Linked DNA regions of Mus musculus: region 1 is linked to region 2. The links are chromatin contacts, called in public HiChIP or PLAC-seq maps. All regions are on one chromosome and are shown on one strand. The core of a region is the stretch at or near the end of the contact, and the rest is flanking DNA. Distances in the headings are between cores, read along the strand shown.

The links. HiChIP or PLAC-seq counts read pairs in DNA pulled down with a chosen protein or histone mark.
Region 1: a contact with region 2 is called in an H3K27ac HiChIP or PLAC-seq map of extraembryonic endoderm stem cells. The contact joins two enhancer-like sites. A contact is called at or near these places in 2 of 484 Hi-C or Micro-C datasets (nephron progenitors and neural progenitor cells), 5 of 115 datasets of contacts at active chromatin or transcription factors (astrocytes, embryonic basal ganglia, embryonic stem cells and 2 more) and 1 of 9 other capture datasets (embryonic stem cells).

What each region holds. Positions count from the first base shown.
Region 1 is chr16:72,915,757-72,922,467 of GRCm38.p6, forward strand. The region is part of intron 3 of Robo1 (roundabout guidance receptor 1); the gene reads left to right. Among named protein-coding and RNA genes, the nearest start is that of Gm52248, 39 kb to the left of the region's middle. Within about 2 kb of position 4,010, at least 5 of the 459 cell types and tissues checked have an H3K27ac peak or open chromatin away from gene starts, as enhancers often do. A contact at or near this core is called in extraembryonic endoderm stem cells, where this site is marked.
Region 2 is chr16:72,707,681-72,714,400 of GRCm38.p6, forward strand. All of the region lies in intron 1 of Robo1 (roundabout guidance receptor 1), which reads left to right. Among named protein-coding and RNA genes, the nearest start is that of Robo1, 48 kb to the left of the region's middle. Within about 2 kb of position 1,446, at least 2 of the 459 cell types and tissues checked have an H3K27ac peak or open chromatin away from gene starts, as enhancers often do. A contact at or near this core is called in extraembryonic endoderm stem cells, where this site is marked.

The DNA.
Region 1 (6,711 bases), core at 2,760-5,259, 210 kb after region 2:
GGTTTGATGACAACCTCGGGTTTCGGTCTTTGCCTTCCTTGTTTGGCAGAGGGTCTCATGGTTCTTATCATTGCATTGCGTGCCAGCTGGCAAAAGTTGTGGCCAGTTTTCTTTCTATCTTACCACAGAAATACTAAGATTAGAGATTTGAGCTCCTGTGTCTGGGCTTCGTTTGAGTTCTAGCGTGAACTCTGGTCATCAGCCTCCTGCTGTAAGAGCTGAGCCCTCTCCATAACCCCTTGATTCTCGATTTTGAAGCAGTTTCTTCAGAGGAGTCTTCTCTATCATCCTTCCTGAAATACATACCAGGTCTTTTGTCAAGTATTCTTCTTAGAGCTGTTGCAAATCCTGATTTATATCATTTGTCTCTTGTATTTGAAGCATCTTCAGTGAAGACCTGTGTTCCTGTGTCTGTCTTTTGGTAGGAGCTTGGAATGGTTAGCTTTGAATGACAGCACGATAGAATTTATTATTTCCCCATTACAAAAAAAAGTATTGTTTATAATGACTCTCATTTGATTAATAACAATGTGTTTGAACCTAGTTGCAGTGATTTACAATCCACAGTTTAAGACCACAATTCCTTTTGTACTAACTTGAATAAAAGTATATTCCCTATTTATTAGGTCCTTCTGTGAATTAGATTATACTAGAATCCCCAGACTGTTTGGGCTCTGCCTATAGTACTTTGGTACTATCCTTGTCTAGCATACATATGAATCTAGATTAGATCCTGTCTTAGTCAGGGTTTCTATTCCTGCACAAACATCATGACCAAGAAGCAAGTTGGGGAGGAAAGGGTTTATTCGGCTTACACTTCCATACTGCTGTTCATCACCAAGGAAGTCAGGACTGGAACTCAAGCAGGTCAGAAAGCAGGAGCAGATGCAGAGGCCATGAAGGGATGTTCTTTACTGGCTTGCCTCCCTTGGCTTGCTCAGCCTGCTCTCTTATAAAACCCAAGACTACCAGTCCAGAGATGGTCCCACCCACAAGGGGCCTTTCCCCCTTGATCACTAATTGAGAAAATGCCTTACAGTTTGATCTCATGGAGGCATTTCCTCAACTGAAGCTCCTTTCTCTGTGATAACTCCAGCTGTGCCAAGTTGACACAAAACTAGCCAGTACAATTGACCCCTTGTCAACTTGACACACAAAAACATCACTAGTAAGCCTCAACCCTTACAATCTTATTCATCCCCAAGATCTGAATAACTTTAAAAGTCCCACAGCCTTTACATGTTCTTAAAATTTCAATCTCTTTAAAATATCCATCTTTTTTTTAAAATCCAAAGTCTTTTTACAATTAAAAGTCTCTTAACTGTGGGCTCCACTAAAACAGTTTCTTCCTTCAAGAGGGAAAATATCAGGGCACAGTCACAATCAAAAGCAAAAGTCAATCTCCAACCGTCCAATGTCTGGGATCCAACTCACGATCTTCTGGGCTCCTCCAAGGGCTTGGGTCACTTCTCCAGCCAGGCCCTTTGTAGCACACGCGTCATCCTCTAGGCTCCAGATGCCTGTACTCCACTGCTGCTGCTGCTCTTGGTGGTCATCTCATGGTACTGGCATCTCCAAAACACTGCATGACCCCTTCAGTCCTGGGCCTTCAATTGCAACCGCGGCTGCACCTTCACCAATGGCCTTCCATGGCCTCTCACAGTGTTGAGCCTCAGCTGCTCTTTGTGACCCCTTCATGCCTTCAAAACCAGTACCACCTGGGTGACCCTTACATATTACCAAGTCCCGCTGCAGCAGGAGTACAACCTTGGCCATCTCTGGAACACAGCCTCTTTGTGCTTTCAGAAAACACTTCCCAGAAGATGTCACCTCAATGATGTTGGTCTCTTCTTAATCACCGCTAATTTCTTAGCTCCAGCTAACCAGCATCAATAGTCCCAGTAATGCCAAGTTTTTGCTTTAGTAGTTCTGGTATCTTGTTAATCACAGCTGATTCTTCAGCCCCAGCTAACCAGAACTACAGAATCTTCACAATCAAAACAGCAATGGCCCTGAAAAGAGTCTTTAATTTTCCCTCTGAAATTTCACAAACCAGACCTCCATCTTCTGCAGTGTTCTCAACATTATCTTCCAAGAAGCTCCTACACAACATCCGACAGAGCTCTTAACAACGGATGGATCTTCAAGCCCAAAGTTCCAAAGTCCTTCCACAGTCCTCCCCAAAACATGGTCAGGTTGTCACAGGAATACCCCACTCCTGGTACCAATTTGTCTTAGTCAGGGTTTCTATTCCTGCACAAACATCATGACCAAGAAGCAAGTTGGGGAGGAAAGGGTTTATTCGGCTTACACTTCCATACTGCTGTTCATCACCAAGGAAGTCAGGACTGGAACTCAAGCAGGTCAGAAAGCAGGAGCAGATGCAGAGGCCATGAAGGGATGTTCTTTACTGGCTTGCCTCCCTTGGCTTGCTCAGCCTGCTCTCTTATAAAACCCAAGACTACCAGTCCAGAGATGGTCCCACCCACAAGGGGCCTTTCCCCCTTGATCACTAATTGAGAAAATGCCTTACAGTTTGATCTCATGGAGGCATTTCCTCAACTGAAGCTCCTTTCTCTGTGATAACTCCAGCTGTGCCAAGTTGACACAAAACTAGCCAGTACAGATCCTTAATGGAAAGAACTTGAGCAGGGGAGGGGAGGGAGGGGAGGGGAGGGGCTGGCAAGCTAGTGGAGAAAGTGAGGGAAAGAGAAAGGAGGAGAGCCTAGGAAAGAGGAGATCCAGAGAGTGGGGGAGGGGGAGGAACAGGAACATAGAGGAAGAAGGAAAAGGTGGAGAATGGGTGGGGAGAGAGGAAGGGAGTTGTAAGAGTTTTAAGATGAATGAAAACACTCATTCTAAGTTACTGTGTATCAGTGTCTTGATTTTCAGTGATGATGGGCTGAAGATGTGGCTTCTGTGAGAGATTCCTTACCAAGCATGCAGGAAGCCATGGGGTTGATCTCCAGTCCCATATGAACAGGGTCTGGTGGATCATTCTGGTAATGCAAGCACTGGGGAAATGCAGATGGGAAGATCAGCAGTCCCAGGCTATCATTAATATGTGACGTCATGACCAGCCAGAGAGTGTGAGAACTTGTGAGAGATCAGAGTTTAACTTAATAAATAAACAACTTGTGGAATAAATTGCGTAGAAGGTTCACGAACACAAACAAACATTTGTGAAATGATAGCATAGCCTGGTCCACAGGTTCATAAGTTGCATCAAATGTATGTCTTGTGTAACGTATACCTTTGGCAGCCTTGATATTGTGTAGTCTGTCTGCTCATTCTTGCCCAGATCATTTAGCATACCAAGTTATCATTCCTCGGATAACCCTTACAATCACTGTGAGCTGACACAAGAGCCACAGAGGCAAGGCAAGCATGTCCAGTGGCAGAGTTAAAGTGGTAGAAGCCACATTGGAGACAATTGATTTCTAGGATAGTAAGTAACTTCTTAGCAGTTTGGAAAATACTATGTAGTTGTCAGGGATATTCTGAGTAAAGTGTTAGACTTCCGTGTATATAATTGACCTCACATATGTGATCATCCTATATAATCCCAAGCATTTTGATTTTGGTAATACATCAATATTTTATCCGTATAGTCTTCTATTTAGTCTCTAGACAACATTCTACTCTTCTGATTCTTTGCTTTTTTTTCCCCAAAACTGGTTTCTGCTAAGCCAGTTTTACTATTATTTCTTCTCAAAATGCCAGCCCCACCAGCATCTTATATCCAGACTGTCAGACAACACAAGAGGGCTGCCTTGTTGATCTGCCTGTCTCCTCACCCTGTGCTTCTAATTACCGTCCTCAATCCTCCAGCCCAAAGGGCTCCCCTCACAAAGAAGAAAGGCTACTAGACATTTTTCTAATCTCTCCACAAAAGTGAGAGTTCAGAATTCAAACTAATTCTCAGTGAGCTATCCCTATCTCAAGTACTATAGCGATGCAGGATGAGCCCAGGCTGCCAAAAGGTATTTCCTGCCTCAGGCTCTTGACGGTAACCTGCTACCTAGAGTACAGAAATCAGAAACACAAGTGTTGTCCTGATTTCTGCTCACAGTGAGTATACTCTTACCCCTCTGCTTTCAGTGCCTTCAGTTCTATGCACTTTGATATATTTGATCAGCCCAGTCAATTTCTCCAAATTGCCGTAGACTAGTGGAATTTCACCGGAGTCTGGGAGCACTTTGTTTAATTATAGGTTGAAGTCTCTTGCCAAATTAAAGACACAATCTTTTATGGGTTCAAGGATGGTGTTCTAACCCGTTTATTTTATTTTTCAATGTTCTATTAATCTCAAATGAAATGTTTCTCAGGAAAAAAAAATCTAGCTTCAAATTTACTTGAAAGAATTGCCTATAAATGTTATCTTTGAGTTGACAAAGTTCACTGGTATCAGCCTGGGCTTGGGAAAGCCTTTGTGTTTCGACAGTTTGCTTTGCCAGTCAGGTATCTCTGATTGTTCATGATGGCCAGGTGGCGTTTGGTTTCTTTCTGTTTACCTCAAACAAAATGAATTGTAACCTTCTTTTTTAAGTAGTACATTCCAAAGTTCACTGATTGTACAAGGCCCTCTCTCTTTACAAGAGGCCCCAAATGCAGAAATCAAAGAAACATTTGAAGCCATTCATGTTTAAATTACTTCTCATCTGAACCTTTGAAAGGGACCTGGGATTTCCTTTTCATTATTTATGCTTGGCCAAAATTAACTTTATTCCTCTATGGTGTCTACACTGAAAGATTCTCCCTCAAGAATAATTTCAATTTTCATTCCTAGGCCAAAGTCCCTAATGCTGACTGGACTTTTTCTATTGTTTAAAGGGCCAGATGCTTTTAAACCAAACATAGATTGGTAACGTCTGACCGCTTCAGTCTTTATCTCCTTAAAACCAAAGAATTTGATAATATGATAAATCATACACTTGTAAAAAATAATCTGGTGTACATTAACAGAATTACTACCAGATGGTACAGCATTTCGCTTCCTAAATCTTAGAAGTATAGGTGCTCCTGAAACATGGAAGGGTGACCATGCTTAAAACAGGCTTAGGTTAAAATCCACTTGTGTGGAAAACTCTCAAGAGCAGTTGAGCTCAATTTATAGAAAATTGGTTGAAGGTAATGGACCTTCATCTCCTTGAGAGGATAAAGGAATCCATCATTTCTTAAGCTGCCTTTTACACCCTCTTCTCTCATCTAGATGCATCCCTCCACTCCACAGAACCCTGCATCACGCTTGCAAAGATCCTATCGGGTTTACCCATCTTCATTAGAGAAGCCTATAAATATTCTGCCTGAACTCTAAGCAAGCTATAATAAACTCATGTTTACCTACAAGCAAGAGAGCTGTTCTCGCTGCATAGTCACTAATGTGGGATGTTTCCCTAACTCCACATCCTGCACACAACACAGGCAATATGTGCTGTAAATAGGCACATCTATTCCGATGACAACTCGAAGGATTAAATGTAATTAGGCTGGATTTCGTATCAAGCATGCTTAAGTCTGTCATGTGCTGAAAGGGGGACCCTAGGTCTAACACCCTGGCGAAGCCCTGGGATCATATTTATTTGTTCTAGTCTTTGGAGCTCAGTGTTTCCATACATTTACACAGTATTGCAGATGTGTACCGCCTGTTGTGGGAAGCCAAGAAAATATACGTTCCTAATCTCTATCCAGAAGAAAGCCCACTAGAGAAGCTTTGCTTTGTATGTGCGCAGAATGGGGTCCAGGGCACTAATGATCTGGAACAAATGATTGCTATTCCCTGATTGTTAGTTATCTCATATCCCTCCCCCAAACAGAACAAAACAAAACAGGAGAATGTGTCTTTATTGTGAGTAGGTTGTAAAACTAACGATAAAGCCTGCAGCATTGGACTATATATACACCACAGGTGTTAAAGATGTCATAACTATGATGAACACAGATTGCTACATGGAAATATCAGGCTATTGATTAAACTTGCCACAGACTTGATGAAGAAAGTTTCATGTGCTAACTTGCCTACCCAAAGCCACTAAAAGCATTTTGCACCTAAGACAGTGTTTCATTTTTTTTTTGTTCTTCAGATGTCATTTAAAATTCCCAGACACGAGTCAGAGAACTTAGATGCATTTCTTTGGGGAGATGATCAGAATTGGAATTTGTCTTCCATAGTGTAACATAAGAGTTTGGAATGATATCCAGTTCTGGAATATTAAGCAGGGTCTGAAGAGATGACAGCAGACATCATGAAAAGCCGGTTCATGCAATCGCCCTGGAAAAATACAGATAACATGTTTTCTACATAGATGCTGTGTATTTTAAATGCTAAACTTAGGAAAAAGTCCCAGTCGTCACAGAACGTGTTGATGCATGGAAGACAAGCAAAGAAGGATGGGAAATTGCGTTTATCTCTGGTTGTATTGTCCTTGTTAGGCTTCCCATTGGCTGACATCACTTCCAGCACAACCACCTGGTAGTGGCAGAGTTCCTGGGGTAGGGGTGGGGGTTGTGGGGGATGTGGGGGTCTGGAAGCAACCTAGGACTTACAAAATTCTGATTTCCAACTCCAAGTTCTAACTGTAATTTAGACATAGGTCATGAACAATTGTAGCCCCCTTGATGGTTAAGCCGAGGTCCGGGAGCAATCAGTAGATCCATTATAGCAATCTGTAGTCCCTTGATGCTCTTGGCAGAGCATTTCTCCTTTGTGTT
Region 2 (6,720 bases), core at 196-2,695:
TGTAGTTAATGTATATTTGAAGAGAATTTTAGTTTAATTTTAGTTATTTAAGAGTTGAAGAAAAGAATGGCTTCAGTAATCTGAATTAATTAAAGATGCTGAATTACAAATGAAATGGGGACTGTCTTTCACCTTCAAGTATCAGTACCAGTATGTGTCAGAACACACCATTAGTGAGTGAGTGTTCCTTAGCAAATCCTTCTGTGTTGTTTGTTGCTATAGTTTTTGAAATGGACTCTTACTGTGTTGCTGAGGCTAGTGTTCAATATCTAGCCCAAGAAATGATGCTGCCTCATCCTCCCAAGGGTTGAGAGTGCAAGCAAGCAAGCGCCACTGAATCCAGTTAATTTTGGCTTACAGTTTCACTAACAGAAATGCAATACTAGAAAAGTCTCTAAATGGAACATTTTTTAACAGAATATTTTCATTGCCTTCTTAAGATTTATTTATTTATGAGTGCTCTGTTTTCATGCACATCAGAAGAAGAAATCAGATTCCATTATAGATGGTTGAGAGCTACCTTGTAGGTGCTGGGAATTGAACTCAAGACCTCTGGAAGAGCAACCAGTGCACTTAACCACCGAGCCACCTCTCTAGCCCAACGGAACAGTCTTAAGCTGTCTCAAGGTACACTTGTAAATCTTTCTTCCAGTTCATAAGAGAGACAGCTTACAATGTTGCTCTGACCCGGTTCTCAAACCACAAATGTGGGAGAAACTGACCTGTTTTTCTATGATATGCTTTTGACATTATTTGGGAACTATTCACACTAAGCCTTTGCTTAAAGAAGAAATGAAAGGAATTTTAAAATGTGGACTATGGGCAGATAGTGACAGTTAACCATACGCCCAATGGCTGTGCTCATTGCTATGAATATTTATTAAAGGATTATTCAATAGCCTTGGCAGTATTCTAAAGGCCTTAGCATGTCAGTATAAATCCTTAGATTTTTATCTATTCATGCCCTGGTGTTGCCAGATACTCTTGGTTGCTCTGCTAACCATAGGCTTTTTAGATCTAAGTTAGCCAAGTTCAGCTTTCTCAAGAGTCTTGGCTTGGAAGCAGGGATCAGTGGTCCAGACTGTTTAACCACTCATTCACATGTTTTCTTCTAACTCACGACCTGCCTCAGGACCTCTTTCTCAGTACATTCTGTTTTCTTTGTGGTTCTTGCTGTGGACTTTTGCCTCTCAGACCTGTCCTTCAAGACTTAGGAATTGGAGTCTCTTATTTGAGTCCTGGACATTTTTGCTAGCCCCTTCTCAAGTGATTTTGTGCAGAATCTGGGAAATACTTGTTCTACCTTTTCTGTGAACTCCATTGTTGCAAATGACGTCTTTTCTCTTTATCTTACTGCACCAGTGAACACCCAGAGATACTGTGGGTTAGATATGGGGAGTGGGATTTGGTATCCAAATGACGGACTCCAGATTGGAATCCTGAATCCATAGATAGTCTTAGCTCAGATGTGGGAAGGCCACCTAGTGTACTGGAAGGCTTGGCGGTGGATCCTAATCCGTAGTCATGATAACACAGAGCTTAAGTATCTTACTCACTGAGTAAATCACTCTGGGTGGGTCACTGGACTGTTACTAGTTTCTTCCAGGCTAACACCATGTCAGAGCATCTTGGAGTTTAACCTTTTTGATTTTGTTTGTTGGTTTTGTTTTGTTTTAACATTTCTGGAAGGTATTTGCTCCCTATCTTGCAAAGATTTTTTTTTTTTTTGTAATTATAAGGATTGCATTATTGATCTACTAGTATGGTTCTCTCTCTCTCTCTCTCTCTCTCTCTCTCTCTCTCTCTCTCTCTCTCTCTCTTAAACAAAATTGTTTAAAATCTAGGAAGGAAGGACTGGAGAGATTGCCCAGAGGTTAAGAGCACTGGCTGTTCTTCCAGAGGTCCTGAGTTCAATTCCCAGCAACTGCAGGGTGGTTTGTAATCATCTATAATGAGATATGGTGCCCTCTTTTGGCCTTCAGGCATACATGCAGGCAGAACTCTGTATATATTTAATGAATAGGTAAATCTTTAAAAAAAATCCATGAACAAATCATTTGACACCTACTTTATTTTCAGATATTAGGAGGTAATAATAAAAATGACTACTATGTCTTTAACTTGTGTTTTGGGAGCCTGCTCTTCTCTCCCCTGTCTTCCGTTGTTCTCCCAATTGGTTTTATTTTTGTTGTTGTTTTGGGGTGTGTGGGGGTGTGCAAACACAGACTTTTTCTCCCCCCCCCCCGTGTTTGTTTAGGCAGAGCCTCATGTTATCCAAGATGTCCTCATTATGTCCTCAAGGATAACACTGACCTTCTAGTCCTCTAGTCCTCTTGGCTCAGCCTCCCAAGTGATAATATTCGTGTAACACCACACTCTGTTTGTTTGATGCTGGGGGGGCGCGGGGGGTGGGTTGTCCAAACTCCAGCAACAGAGGGAATCCCCAGCCCCAGACACACCCCTCATTTCTTAGATGGGTAAAGCTATCTCCCTTTAAAACTTGTGACAAAGAAACTGTGTCCTGTTATTAATGAGAAAATGCTCCGGCCTATTTGCCTAGGATGGAGGAAGGGGGAATGGACTGGAGGAACATTATATAACCACAAACGATCTCCAGACACTGGGTTCAGTCAGGTTTCCTTCTTTTTTTTTTTTTTTTTTTTTTTGTCAGAGAGGCACATAGTCTGGTTAGCGCTCCAGAGTTGATACCTCAACTTTGCTCAACCCAACACTATAATGGCCTAAAACAAAAGAGACGGAGAGATCCTCTTTTGGGTAGTTAGTGTATGTTATCACTTCCCTTTTCCTTTAATTTTAGTCTTCGTGCCTCCCTCTCTACTCCTGTTTGGAGAAAGCAAGTATAAACAGATGCAGTCACCACCTACAGAACAATCTCTTTCCCTAGGAGTCTAGACCAATTACGTTGAAAAATTACCCAAGTTTCAAATGACAAGAATGTTTGTCCAAACTCTTGTTTTCATATGAGATTGTGCGCTATTTAATAACAGCGATTTAACTCTGTCTGCAAACAACAATAACTTGGCTGTTTATTTTTAATTTGATATGCAGTACAAAATCACATTTGTGTTCATATGATTTCATATAGAATAATTACTGTAATGTTTGGCTCTGGGCTTTTTTCTCTCTCTCTCTCTCTTTTGTAAGATAAACTTCAGAAATGTGAAGCTATAATTTTCCACATGAGCTTCTGCTGGGTGTGTCACCATTGACTTCTGTGTCCATGCAGCACACACACCACTGAGAAGTGAAGTGATACTGTGTTCTCCAGTGGTAAATTAGGAGTGTATATAGTAAGTGGAGTTTATTGTAGGCTTGTTTCATTTTACTTTCGTCTTGGGCAGGCCCTGATCATGGAAGGCCATGCAGTGCTAAGTGAGATTTCTAGGCAATTAGCAATCTACTCAATATGTGATTCAAAAAATCATCATCAGCATAAGAAAACTAAAATTAGGTCTCCTTCCTGCTCATGTTCCTACATCATGGTCTTTTGCCCTATACTCCTTCATTCATCCTTACTGTTAAAACTAGGTTTTTCCATATGTGAGTTTCTATAATACTCCAGTTTTTACTAGCTATTTGTCTTGGTGAATACAGTTAGAAATTAATTATTTTTTTTTGAGGGGGAGTCATATTTTATTGGTTACAGCAATACTCTTCTTGTATTTTAGGCAAAGTGTCCTGTATACCAGAATGGCAGTTAGTTTCTCAAATGTGGTGTGTTGGATAATTTTATGTCCACTTGACACAGATTAGAGTCATCTGCGAGGAGAGAAGCCCAGTTGAGGAAATGCATCCAGAAGATTGGGCTGTCCAAAAGGGTGCTGGGCATTTTCTTAATTAGTGATTGATGTGTGAGGGCCCCACCCATTGTGGGTGGAGCCACTCCTGGGTTGGTTATCTTAGGTTCTGTAAGAAAGTAGACTGAAAAAGCCTGTGAGCAGCATCTCTCCATTTCCTCTGCACCAGCTCTTGCTTCAGATTCTTGTCCGAGTTCCTGACCTAACTTTCTTCAGTGATTAACATTGATTTGGACCTGTAAGCCAAATAGCAGCGCCCCCCTCTCACCCCTTCCCGAAATTGCTATTGGCCTTGATGTTTCATTTTCTTTGTTCGAGACAGGGTTTCTCTGTATCGCCCTGACTGTCCTGGAACTCACTCTGTAGACCAGGCTGGCCTCGAACTCAGAAATCCGCCTGCCTCTGCCTCCCAAGTGCTGGGATTAAAGGCGTGCGCCACCACTGCCGCCAGGCCATGATGTTTCATCATAGCAATAAGAATTCACTTTATGGACTTTGGATTTAGAGAATTTGTGTGATATCATATATAGCATGAGAAAAGCTTCAGACCTTTACTAAAAATAAACCTCTAAGTCCTCACGTATTCTGGGGCTTCCTTCTTTCATCTATAAATATTTAAGATTGTAGTGTCACAGAGACTCATTAAGATAAACTACATACATCCTTGGGACCTAGATGTGCCTACTATAAAATTCATTTTAGTTTACCCTTTCAGTAATGAAATATGATTGGAATATCATGTGATCAAAGCATTTTTTTTTTCAGGCAAAAACAGATATCATGGCACATCATTAATGTGAAACTTTATCATTTGAAAGTTGTTATTCTTGTAGAATTGGCTTATAAAAAGGCTCCCAAAAGATTAATGACTGGAGTTTGGAAAAACTTTGTTTTTAAATTTTTATTATTATTATTATTATTTTAGTGTATTCTAGTCTTTTGTATCAAGGAATTTTGTCATTTTTTTTTTTTTTTTTTTTTTGGTTTTTCAAAACAGAGTTTCTCTGTGTAGCCCTGGCTATTCTGGAACTCACTCTGTAGACCAGGCTGGCCTCGAACTCAGAATTCCGCCTGCCTCTGCCTCCCAAGTACTGGGATTAAAGATGTGTGCCACCACTGCCCGGCAAGTCACCTCTTATTAAAATGTCTTCCTTCTTTCTGTACAGCAACATCTCTACCTTTGAGGGCTTTCCCACTCAAGTACCTTGCTAACCTTCAAAGATCTTATGAAGTTGACATATCAAAGTGGTTTGTCTTCTGAGTTTAATCTCATCCCTCATCAGTGAGCTAATGAGTAGATCTTGAAGCAGATCTTTAGATATTTTTGTAATAGAACTTCAAAAAATAAAAAATATGCTCAGTTAAATATAAAATATTGATTTTTCTCCTTAACCACAGCTTTTTTTTTAACTGAAATAAGAAAGTCCACTTGTTTGCTTTTGTTCCCAAATACCTTTCACGTCTGTGATGTGCTCACATTTGTAAGAACAGAGCAGCAAAATCTCCAAGGAACTGTCTGTGTGATTGCAGCAAGGTAGAGAGAGTTAAAACGCCTCTCTCTACCTTCATGATGCCTCATTCACTTCCAGCTGAATCCAAGAGTAGCCATCCATTTCTTCTTACAACATAAAGAAATGATAATGTTGAAATATTTTTTTTGATTTATGATTTAAAAAACAACAATAATATTGTTTCACGAAAGTAGCTTTTGAAAATTAAAAACATTAAAAGTGCAGCTCAACGCCAGAACTTCTTAACATAACTATGTAGAAAAATAAGGTTCTTGAGTGTGTGTTTTTGTGTGTATGTGTTTGTGTGTGTGTGAGAGTGTGTATGTGTGTGTGTGTAAGGGGGTGCATTTTCACGAAACAAGGTGAAGCAAAGGCTATATGACAAAGATCATGGACACTCTTCATTTCCCAAATTTTGCCTTCATGGGAAAACTCTTCAGTGTCCATTTTTGTGGCCTCCTTGGAGAGAGAGAAAGAGAGGGAGAGGGAGAACGAGTGATACATTTAAGGGCATCTAAATAAATCAGGAGCGGGAAAGCAGACCTTCAGGATCTTCAGTTACAGGAACTGGGCTTGGCTTGCATTATATAATGAGCAAGGCAAGAGTCAAGAGCCAAGGATTGGGTAGGGGTTGTGACAGCGGAGTCATCTAGGAGAAATCCTTAGGTGCTGGGTGCATAGGTATTATTTGCCCTGTGGAGGAAATGCTTTGGGCTCTGTGGCTTTTAACATGCACATAAGGGGTTAAGTGTGTCTACCAGCCTTCAGCAGTGATGAAGGGATAGACTAAAAGGGAAATAAGTTTAAAAAACTAGCCTTGAGAGGAGGAAGGGAACTAGATATCTGGTATTTATTACACATGTGCCAGACCTCTGCTGGGTCCTTTACATCTGGCTGTCATAACCATCCTGTGAGGGAGGCGTTGTCATCCCAGCCTTATTTCATTTTATAGATGAGTAAATTGAGAACCAGCAAAATGCATAAATTGACCTAACAAGTATTGGGATCTGGCTTTAAACTGGAGAATAAAAAAACAACCAGAAACCAGTGAGTTGGATGCAGTCTTGAAGGTAGGTAATTCATTTACTGTGAGATCTGCAGGAAGACTCCGTTCTACAAGTGGAACATTTATGCAGGGAAATCCATTGATGCCTAGTAGTGTTTTAGACAATGAAATAATTTATCTTCCGGTCCACTCTAAAGAGATGGAGCTCTCTCCCAAGTTAAGAGGTGCCCAGGTCACTTAAATTAAAGCAATATGTTTTCGTATGAGAACTCAGCTGTTAAACAGGACAAATTCATGTTTCCTGTTAGAGAAGAGCAGTAACTCCACTTTGGAACGGAACAGAAACGGACCAGGTGTTCTCAAGCGAAAATGTCCACTAAAACAA